Linked DNA regions of Sus scrofa: regions 1 and 2 are each linked to region 3. A link is a contact called in public HiChIP or PLAC-seq and promoter capture Hi-C data. All regions are on one chromosome and are shown on one strand. The core of a region is the stretch at or near the end of the contact, and the rest is flanking DNA. Distances in the headings are between cores, read along the strand shown. Region 1 holds the start of TRNP1 (TMF1-regulated nuclear protein 1). Region 2 holds the start of LOC110261122 (ankyrin repeat domain-containing protein 34A-like). Region 3 holds the start of TMEM222 (transmembrane protein 222).

Region 1 (2,700 bases), core at 196-2,695, 250 kb after region 3:
ACCTCGGTGGTATATCGCTGTACCAGACCCCACCCCATCCTGGGGCCTCAGTATTCGGTCCTCCAGGAGGGCGGTGCCAGAAAGCAGCAGCCTCAAGGGCAAGACTCTTCTTACAGCCCCAAGGGACCCAGGAAAGGGAGCGCAGGTGGAGGTTTGGGGGAGGGGGTTGCTGCGCAGTGCAGCAGGCTCCAATTGGTAAAAGTGTGCTGGCAAACCCCTCCTGCTATCTGAGTATCCTCAATTTGTCCAACTATATAATGGCGACTTGGTGCTACCACCTCACTCCCCAGGAGGTCTGGGAGAGGTGGCAACAGAAAGTGGACAGTTTTATTAAGGACCCAGCAGACTCCAGAAGCCCCGGGGAAGGGAAGCCTGGAAGGCAGCGCCGCCCTGCCCCGCCCCGCCCCGCTCCACCCCATGGATGCACCGCACCTCAGTTCAGCCTCCTTTACTGGGCCCCCGGCCCCCCAACTCTCTTCCTGTGGTCGGCCAGTCTGTCCGTCCGCGTGGGTGGCGCCGTCGGTCCAGCCGGCGTTCATAATCCTTCAGTCGACGACTGCCTGTCGGGGTGGCCAGGGGTCCCCGCGCGGAGGTTAGCGCTGGGGGGAGGCAGGGCCGCGGGGTGGGCTTCGGCGGAAGGGCGAGTCAGGCTCGGGGCCGTGGCCCCGTCGCAGGCGCCCGGCGCCCCAGGGCACACAGCCGCCCAGACCCAGCGCGGAGGCGAGCAGCGCGGGCGGGCGGGCGCGGCGACCGCGGCGCGAGCCCTTTTTGAGCCGCGACCCGTGCGCTGCCAGGTAGAGCTCGGCCTGCGCCACGCCGCCGCTCAAGCGACCCAGGCTTTCGGCGCGATGCGCCAGGCGTAGCTCGGCGGCCAGGAAGACGCGGTGCAGCTGCAGCACGCGGCTCTCCAGCTCTGACACCAGGCGCCGGCGGCCCTCCACCTCCAGCAGCCGCCGCCGAGCTTCGGCCAGCTCCAGCGCACGGCCCCCAGACCCGGCAGCCGCGGCAGCCACCTTGCTGGGGCCGCCGCCCGCGCCCCCTGCCGGCCCAGTACCCCCAGCGCCCCCGCTAGCGCCCTGACGCCAACGCTGTAGCTCCTGCCCCTCCGCTGAGCCCGCCGACTCCGGGACCACCTCGGGCAGCGGTGAAGCCTGAGCCGGGGTCGGGGTCAAGGTCGGAGTTGAAGGTGGGGGCTCAGGGGACGACAAGGGCTCCCGGGGCGGCGGCGGTGGAGACCCGGGTTCCGCCGTCCCTTCCTGGGCCCCCGGGCCGCAGGCGCTGATGCGGCAGCCCGGCATCCCCCGCCCCCTGGCGGCCCACAACAGTCGATCCTCGGGTTTGGCTGGCTGTCCCCCGCTGTCCCCCGACCCGGGGGAGGACGCACACGCGAGAAAGATGCAGCCAAAGCCTTGCGCCAGCGCCGCGCCGGCTGCCGGTGCGTCTTATAGGACACGGGGCGGAGCGAAGGGCAGCACAGCCAGTCAGACTGTCAGGTCCTGAACCCGCCTCCCATGCCCCGCCCCGTCAGGACTGAGCTCAAACCCTTCGGGTCCTTGGACCTTCGTTCCACGCAGCCCCGTTAGGGCAGCCAGTCCCTATCTACCTCCCCCAAAATCGGGGTGGAAAGGGGAACGCATCTTCTCTCGTCTGGCCCCTGAGCCAAAAGCTATAGTAGCTGGTGCTGAGAGTTTTGCCTGATGGCACACCAGGTACCAGTGAAAGCTGGACTAGAACTCAAGAGTTTTGATTCCTTACACCGTCCACCTTCCTGTACCGCACGCTGCCCCTTGGCCGAATAGGCTCTACCTGGTCTCCTGGGCCATAAACTTCGCCAGGACCCTGTTCTCCAATCTTCCTGTGGCGATGTAGAGATTAACACAGAGGAGCTACTGGTGTCGAGGTGGGGATATGGCAGGGTTGGTTACTCACCAGGCAGGCCCTTAATTTGCGGAACGGCTGCTGCTGCGTGGCTTTGGCAACTCTTGGTGGGCCCCCTAGAGGAGCCCCACCGCACAGTGGGCAAAATTCTTTCCATGTTCTTGCCCCTGTTTGCTCCTCCCAGTAGGTGTCCCTACACCTTTTACACAGAGGCGGAAACAGATCCAGAAGGTGCAGTGGAGCCTTACCAAGATCGGGGTCTGAATCTAGACCATTCAGGGACAAACTCAGCCATTCGTGCCCTCTGAGAGCTCAGATACCCGAATCTTTTCATTGTCACTGAGGGTACCCTCTTTAACTGGGACTTTAGTCATACTGGCAAAATGATGGTACTGAGTTCTGGCCATTTTCCCACAGCAGAAGTGACGGCCATACTACCTCCAAACACTGACCCAGACTCCGTAGCCCTGCCATGTGCTTGAAAGTGTCATCATAACTGAGAGGTCTCTGTGTTGGGCGGTGGCAGGGGCTGGAGGGCCAAAAAACAGCTGAAACTGATTGGGAAGAACTGCAACAGATCTTGGGCTCAGGGGGGACCTGACAAATGTGTGGCCAGTGTGATTACTGCCCCAGCCTGAAAAGGAGGCTGATGGGGGTGAGGCATCCCCCCCCACCCCCATGCCCACACCCCATCGTGTTCTCTAAGTGCTTGTAAATGCCTTAGATTGAGTGATGGGGACTTGTGGGGCAACAGCCCGGCTCCTGAGAGGTAGCTCAGAGGAGCTCAGAGAGGAGCTTGAGGGGGCATTAAGCTCAGTGAAG
Region 2 (2,769 bases), core at 170-2,669, 260 kb before region 3:
GTGGGCCAAGGACAAAGGCACTGCTGAAGGAACTTCAGACATGGGGCAAGACAGAAACAGCCAGCAGACACTGGGCAAAGGACTGTCAGACACACAGATGAAGTGTGTGTAGTGCAGAAATGGGACCAGCACAGGACCAGTCAGGGCCGGTGTTGGTAGACACTGAGGACAGGACAGTGACCATGCATTATTCATATCCTTGTCCCCTGTGAGCCTTGCACACCTCAGTTAACATTGGTTGAATTGAGGTGCCAAAGGAGGACACACAGGCACTGAGAGAGAAGGTCAGATGGAGACCTGGGGAGTCACAGCTCCCTGCCATGGCCCAGAGGGTAAGCAGTGGGCTTTGCAATCAAACACACCCTGGTCTGGCTGGGCTCTCCCACTTCTTCAGTGCCCTCATCTCTAAAATGGAAATGATAACAGTACCATTTTGCCAGGTCTTTGCAGGACTCAAGGGCCCTGCCGTGTGCAATAAATGGCAGCAGCAGTTCTTCCTGAGCTGTCCAGCTACTTCCCCTTGGTAACCAGGCCCTGGCAGTGCACATTCCCATCTGTGGGGATAGGCCAGGCAGGGGGCCAGGAGCCAGGGGCTGGATAACAGATGTGACCTGAAGAGGAGGTAGGTGAAAGTGCTGAGTCCAGCCCCCTGGGCACAGCAGGAGCTCTGAACTGTTGAATCTGAATTTTGTTTCCTGACACAAGGAAAAAACTCAGTCGAATTTAGGGAGGCAAAGCCCGTGTGTGTGTGCATGCGTGTGTGTGTGTGTGTGTGTGTGTGTGTGTGTGTTCTGTGGATTGGTGTGTGTATGTGTGTTCTGTGGATCATCCAGGACTTTTGTGCCCTTGCCGCCCTTGGACTGCCAGAAAGACTGGGCTTTGGTGGGCGGCGCTAAACCCAGAGCTCAGAACTTGAGTTCATGTCACTGAGGAGGAGATGCTGGTGGGCTTTGAGGTTTCTGAAGCAGGTCTCTCGCCATAAACCTTTGCGCTTGACTCAATAGGAAATCTTTTCAGAAAGGAAGAACGCCCCCAAATTCAGGGAGCTGGCCCTCTCCTCTCTCTTCTTCCCCTCCCATTTAATTGGGACGCCCCAGAAAGTCGCAGGCCCTTTAGCTAATCCCTCGATTCCCCATTCTACGCTCATTCTATTCGCAGACCCCGCCCCTTCGCTGCCGCCCGCAACCTCCGCTCGAGCCAGAGCCCCTGCGGGGGACGAGGCACGCGGGAAATGTTCCCAACCATTGAGGAAGACCAGCAGCCCTTGGTAAAAGAGAACATGCCCCCGCGGGAGGGGCCCAGGCGCTGTGTCCCTCTGGGGTCCCGGCCGCGCCGTCGGAGCAGCGGGCGCCGCCCCGCCCGCCTCGCGCGCCGAGCGGCCGAGGCGGGGACTACAAGTCCCGGCGTGCCGCGCGCGCGCTCCCCCCTGGGGTTCCGGATGGTGAGCGGCGAAGGTAAGGCGAGCTCGCAGAGGCAGCGGCGGCGGCGGCGGAGACGGAGAGAGGCAGGCAGGCAGGGCGAGGGCGAGAGACGGAGGGAGGGAGCGAGCGAGCGAGGCAGACCAGACAGACAGACAGGCGGGCGGGCGGGCGGGCAGAGCGAGCCACCCGCCAGGCTGCGCTCAGCCCCGCTCGCAGCGGAGAGAGCAGAAGGCAGGAGGAGGGAGGGGAGGAGGGGGAGGGAGGGAGAGAGGGAATCCAGCTACCACCACCCAAAGCCAGCGTCTGCTTTCTGTCCTCATTTCCTTTTCCCACCCAGCTCTGAGAGCAGAGAAAGGCAGAGGGAGCGAGAGATAGAGACAGTCAGACAGACAGACAGACAGCCGGAGAGAGCGGGAGGGAGGAGGGCGGAGGAGAGGAGCAGGAGCAGGAGGAGGACTACGCGGGGCGCGTTCCCTCCCAGGTTTGCAATTGGGGGAGTGGGGGCGGGGGTGTCCAGGGCTGTGAGAGTGTGTGCACGGTGGGGGGAGCGAGGGGGGCGCAGAGAGAGCGAAGGAGTGATCGAGGTGGGGGGCGCCGCGGGAGCGGGGGGCCGTGTCCAGCGGAGTTAGCGGCGGAGAATGTGAGCCGAGGCGCGAGCCATGCTGTCAGCAACGGCGGGCGGCTCAGGGCTCCTCCACGACTCCTCTCCCCAGCAGCCGGGCGCCCGCGTCGCCGCCGCCGCCGGAAGACAGACGCCCCCCAAAGCCCTTCGCCTGGCTCGGACCCACGGAGCCGGCAGACCAGCACTCCGGTGAGTGGCGCCTCCTCCCCACCCTAGACCCCCGCTGGGGACCGTCCGGCCGGGCTCTTTTGTGCAGCGCACCGGGGGGGCCCCGCGCCCCCTCTGCGTGCCCCGGTCCGGTCCGCCGGACCCCGTGGCTGCGGTGCCCGCGGTGCGATCGGTCTTTGTTTCCACCGGGGCCCGCGGCTCGGCTGGGCTCGGCTCGAAGCCTGGCAGGCAGCGCCGGGAAGGGGGAGGGGGAGGTGGACGAGAAGGGGGGGCAGGGAGGGGGGGTTCTCGGGTTTCCTGGCCGCCCCGCGGCTCCCCCGGCTCGGGGGCGAGGTGCGCGCCCAGCGCTGCCGCGCGCCCCCTCCTCCTCCCCCTCCCTCCGTCTTTGGATTTAAAACTGCAATTTGCTCTCCAGCTTGCTGAGAATGGGGCGGGGGGGGGAATGAAGGGGGGACCGTGGGAGCGGAGAACAAGGCTGGATTTTAGGAACCGCGCTGGGAAAGGGGGAGACTGCGGAGGGAGGAGCACCTCCCCTCCAACCCCCAAATCCCAAGGTTC
Region 3 (2,700 bases), core at 151-2,650:
CTGCGGCATATGGAGCTTCCCAGGCTAGGGGTTGAATCGGAGCTGTAGCCACTGGCCTACACCAGAGCCACAGCAACTCGGGATCCGAGCCGCGTCCGCAACCTACACCACAGCTCACGGCAACGCCGGATCGTCAACCCACCGAGCAAGGGCAGGGACCGAACCCGCAACCTCATGGTTCCCAGTCGGATTCGTCAACCACTGCGCCACGACGGGAACTCCGAGAAGTTGGCTGTTTTGGATAGAAGGGACAAATCTATCCCATCAGGTGAGAGGGGATAGGATGGAGTCAAAGAAGAGCAACTTATGGAGTCAGAAAACTGAGTTTGGGATGCCTTTGTTTACTGTCATGTGAACCTGATCAGGGTATTTAATGGTACAGCTTCATCATCTGAGAATGTAATTCCTACTTTAGAAAGTGGCTGTGAAACTCACACACAAGAAAAATGGGCATGAAAGAGCTTGGCCAACTGTCCAGCACTGTGAAGAGTGGTTATTACCAGCTGTCAAGGCTGAAGCACAAGGGCAAACCAGCTCCCCCTCTACTCCCACCAGGAGTTCTTGCTAAAAGGCGCCAGCAGTACCAGAGCATCTGCCTTCTCTTCTGACAAAGACACCCTGCAACTTAAACCCACTTTGCAACTGAGATGGTGTGTGATCTCCAGCCTCATTTGTGAGACAAAGGGTTGGACTCCCAGATCTCTGGGAACCTTTCCAGTGACAGCATCTCAGAAGTCGGTGTGGTCCCAACCAAACTCCCACTCTTGCCTCCAGACCTAGCAGTTGTCTTGCGTATAGGAAGTGATCAGCAATCATTTGTTTAATGAATGAATAAGCCAGTGAGTTGAATGAAGATGTCTCTCTCAGACCCGGTTAGGGGCCGGATCAGTACGCCCACAGGTCCTGAGCTTCCCAGCCACAGAACCTTTTCCGCGGTCAACAACTGTCTTTCTCCCGGATTAGACCGGGTGTAATGAGGGAGGGGAGCTGGTTGTGACCGTCAGCAAAACTGGCGCTGCGCGGGTGGCAGGGTTCTGGCGAACCCCGGACCCTAAGGAAGGGTTTATTGTGCGTTGGGGCCGGGGCAGCGGGAGGACGTCGCGCGGGCTCCGGTTCTCCCGGTCCCAGGGCGGACGCGGGAGGAAACTCACGTGAGCACCGGGATGGGCGTCCACACCACACAGTAGGGGAAGCGGCTCCGCTCAACGTCCATGGCGCCGCCGCTCGCGCAGCTAAATTGCTTCTTGTCCGTGTCGGCCGCCGTCGGCGCCTCCACTTCCGCCATCCCGGGCGGGGGCGGCGGTGGCGGCGGCAACAGGAGCGGCGAACTCCCTTCCGCTTCCGCCATGCTGCGCGCCCGTTCCGGTCGGCCCCCGTCCGGGAGCAGCTCGCTCGGTGGCGTCACTTCCCGGAGGTGCGGTCCGCCCGGCTTGGCCTCCCCCCGGGAATTGGAACCGCGTCCCTCTGGGCCCGGCCTGCCTGGCCCTGGTTCCTTCTGCGCGGACCAGCCAGAAGTGTTTGCGCTGGCACAGCACCGCTGCGGAAGGGATGCCCTCAGGCAGCGCTCAGTCTAGTGCGGGAGACCCACCAAGGACTCTGTCATTCAGTACGCTAAGGGCTCCTAAGAGGGTGGTACGGTCTCTGCTGAGCGCTTCTTAGGCGCCAAGCCTTGCCTTGATATACACTGTTTTTAATCCCCACAGTCTGTTAGACATGCGAATTTGGGTATTTCCCCAGGTTACAAGTGATATATTGACGCTTAAGAGGTGAGGTAAGTGGCCACGACTCAAACCTAAGTCTGTCTCCCCTTTGTCATTCTGTAGTCTCTCACGAGGTAGTGATAAAGGAAGGATAGACTGAAATAATGTGTGGCGTGTGTGTAGAAACAGGGAAGATTTGCCTGAAGATACTTGAGCTGTTTGCCAGGTGGCTCAGGGATGGGGTGGAGGGATGCGTGCAGCCGGGCAGAGAAAAAAAGGCCTTGCAGAACACAGTGTGCAGGAGTGTGAATATCACCTTGGCAGGATTAAATTACAAGCCTTCCATGTGATCCAATCCTTTCATTGTACAAATGGGAAAACCGAGGCTCGGGGAAGTTAAACAGTTGTCTGAGATCGCGCACTATCATGTAAAGAAGCCAGACTCAAACCTTGGATTCTTTGGGCTTTTTTACAAATGTCAAGATAGACAAAGAAAATGGAATCTGCTGGGGTAGGAAGGGGAAAATGGGGGGGGGGGAGGAAGGCAGTGGCTAAAAATCAGGCTAGAGGGAGATTTGGACAAATCCACTTAGGAAGGTTTGAGCTATGCCTTTCCGGGAAGGTTTTTCTTCCACTGAATCACGCTCTCTTAAAGTTGTTCTAAAGAAAGCCTGCTGTCCTGTTTTTAGCACCTAATGTTTCAGTGCGTTTTGAGGGGTATGTCTTTCTGTTATGGAACTCTAAGGTCCTTAATTTCCGTACCTAGCATTGTTCCTAGTGTAGAACAGATGCCCACTAGATATTTACTGATTTACTGAATGATTGAATGGGTGTTTTATAAAGGCCTTGCAGATTATCACCGCAGAAAATGATTCTAACCCACTCAAAATTCTTTGAGTATCTTTGTGCCTCTCCTGTGACCCATGTGTAGTAAGTGATCCTTGAAGGGCAACAACCAGCATCTGGCCAGGTATGGAATAGATTAGGTGTGCAGTATATG

What was found. Promoter capture Hi-C pulls out the DNA fragments that hold promoters and counts their contacts. HiChIP or PLAC-seq counts read pairs in DNA pulled down with a chosen protein or histone mark.
Region 1: an H3K27ac HiChIP or PLAC-seq map of alveolar macrophages shows a contact between it and region 3. The contact joins the promoter of TRNP1 here to the promoter of TMEM222 in region 3. A contact is called at or near these places in 1 of 5 promoter capture datasets (liver) and 1 of 2 datasets of contacts at active chromatin or transcription factors (alveolar macrophages).
Region 2: a contact with region 3 is called in a promoter capture Hi-C map of fetal skeletal muscle, with 7 times the contacts expected there. The contact joins the promoter of LOC110261122 here to the promoter of TMEM222 in region 3. A contact is called at or near these places in 2 of 5 promoter capture datasets (fetal liver and fetal skeletal muscle), 6 of 47 Hi-C or Micro-C datasets (brain, embryonic fibroblasts, omental adipose tissue and 3 more) and 2 of 2 datasets of contacts at active chromatin or transcription factors (alveolar macrophages and skeletal muscle).

Annotation. Positions count from the first base shown.
Region 1 is chr6:84,292,364-84,295,063 of Sscrofa11.1, reverse strand. It overlaps TRNP1 (TMF1-regulated nuclear protein 1), which reads right to left and starts at 1,445. Exons shown (of 2, transcript NM_001243828.2): 1 at 433-1,445. The coding sequence starts at 1,298. The coding sequence ends at 594.
Region 2 is chr6:84,801,157-84,803,925 of Sscrofa11.1, reverse strand. LOC110261122 (ankyrin repeat domain-containing protein 34A-like) reads left to right here and starts at 1,419. Exons shown (of 4, transcript XM_021095643.1): 1 at 1,419-1,454; 2 at 2,135-2,232. The coding sequence starts at 1,439.
Region 3 is chr6:84,545,594-84,548,293 of Sscrofa11.1, reverse strand. TMEM222 (transmembrane protein 222) reads right to left here and starts at 1,400. Exons shown (of 6, transcript XM_003482003.4): 1 at 1,152-1,400. The coding sequence starts at 1,348. LOC102165905 (a long non-coding RNA gene) reads left to right here and starts at 1,412. Exons shown (of 2, transcript XR_299851.3): 1 at 1,412-1,771.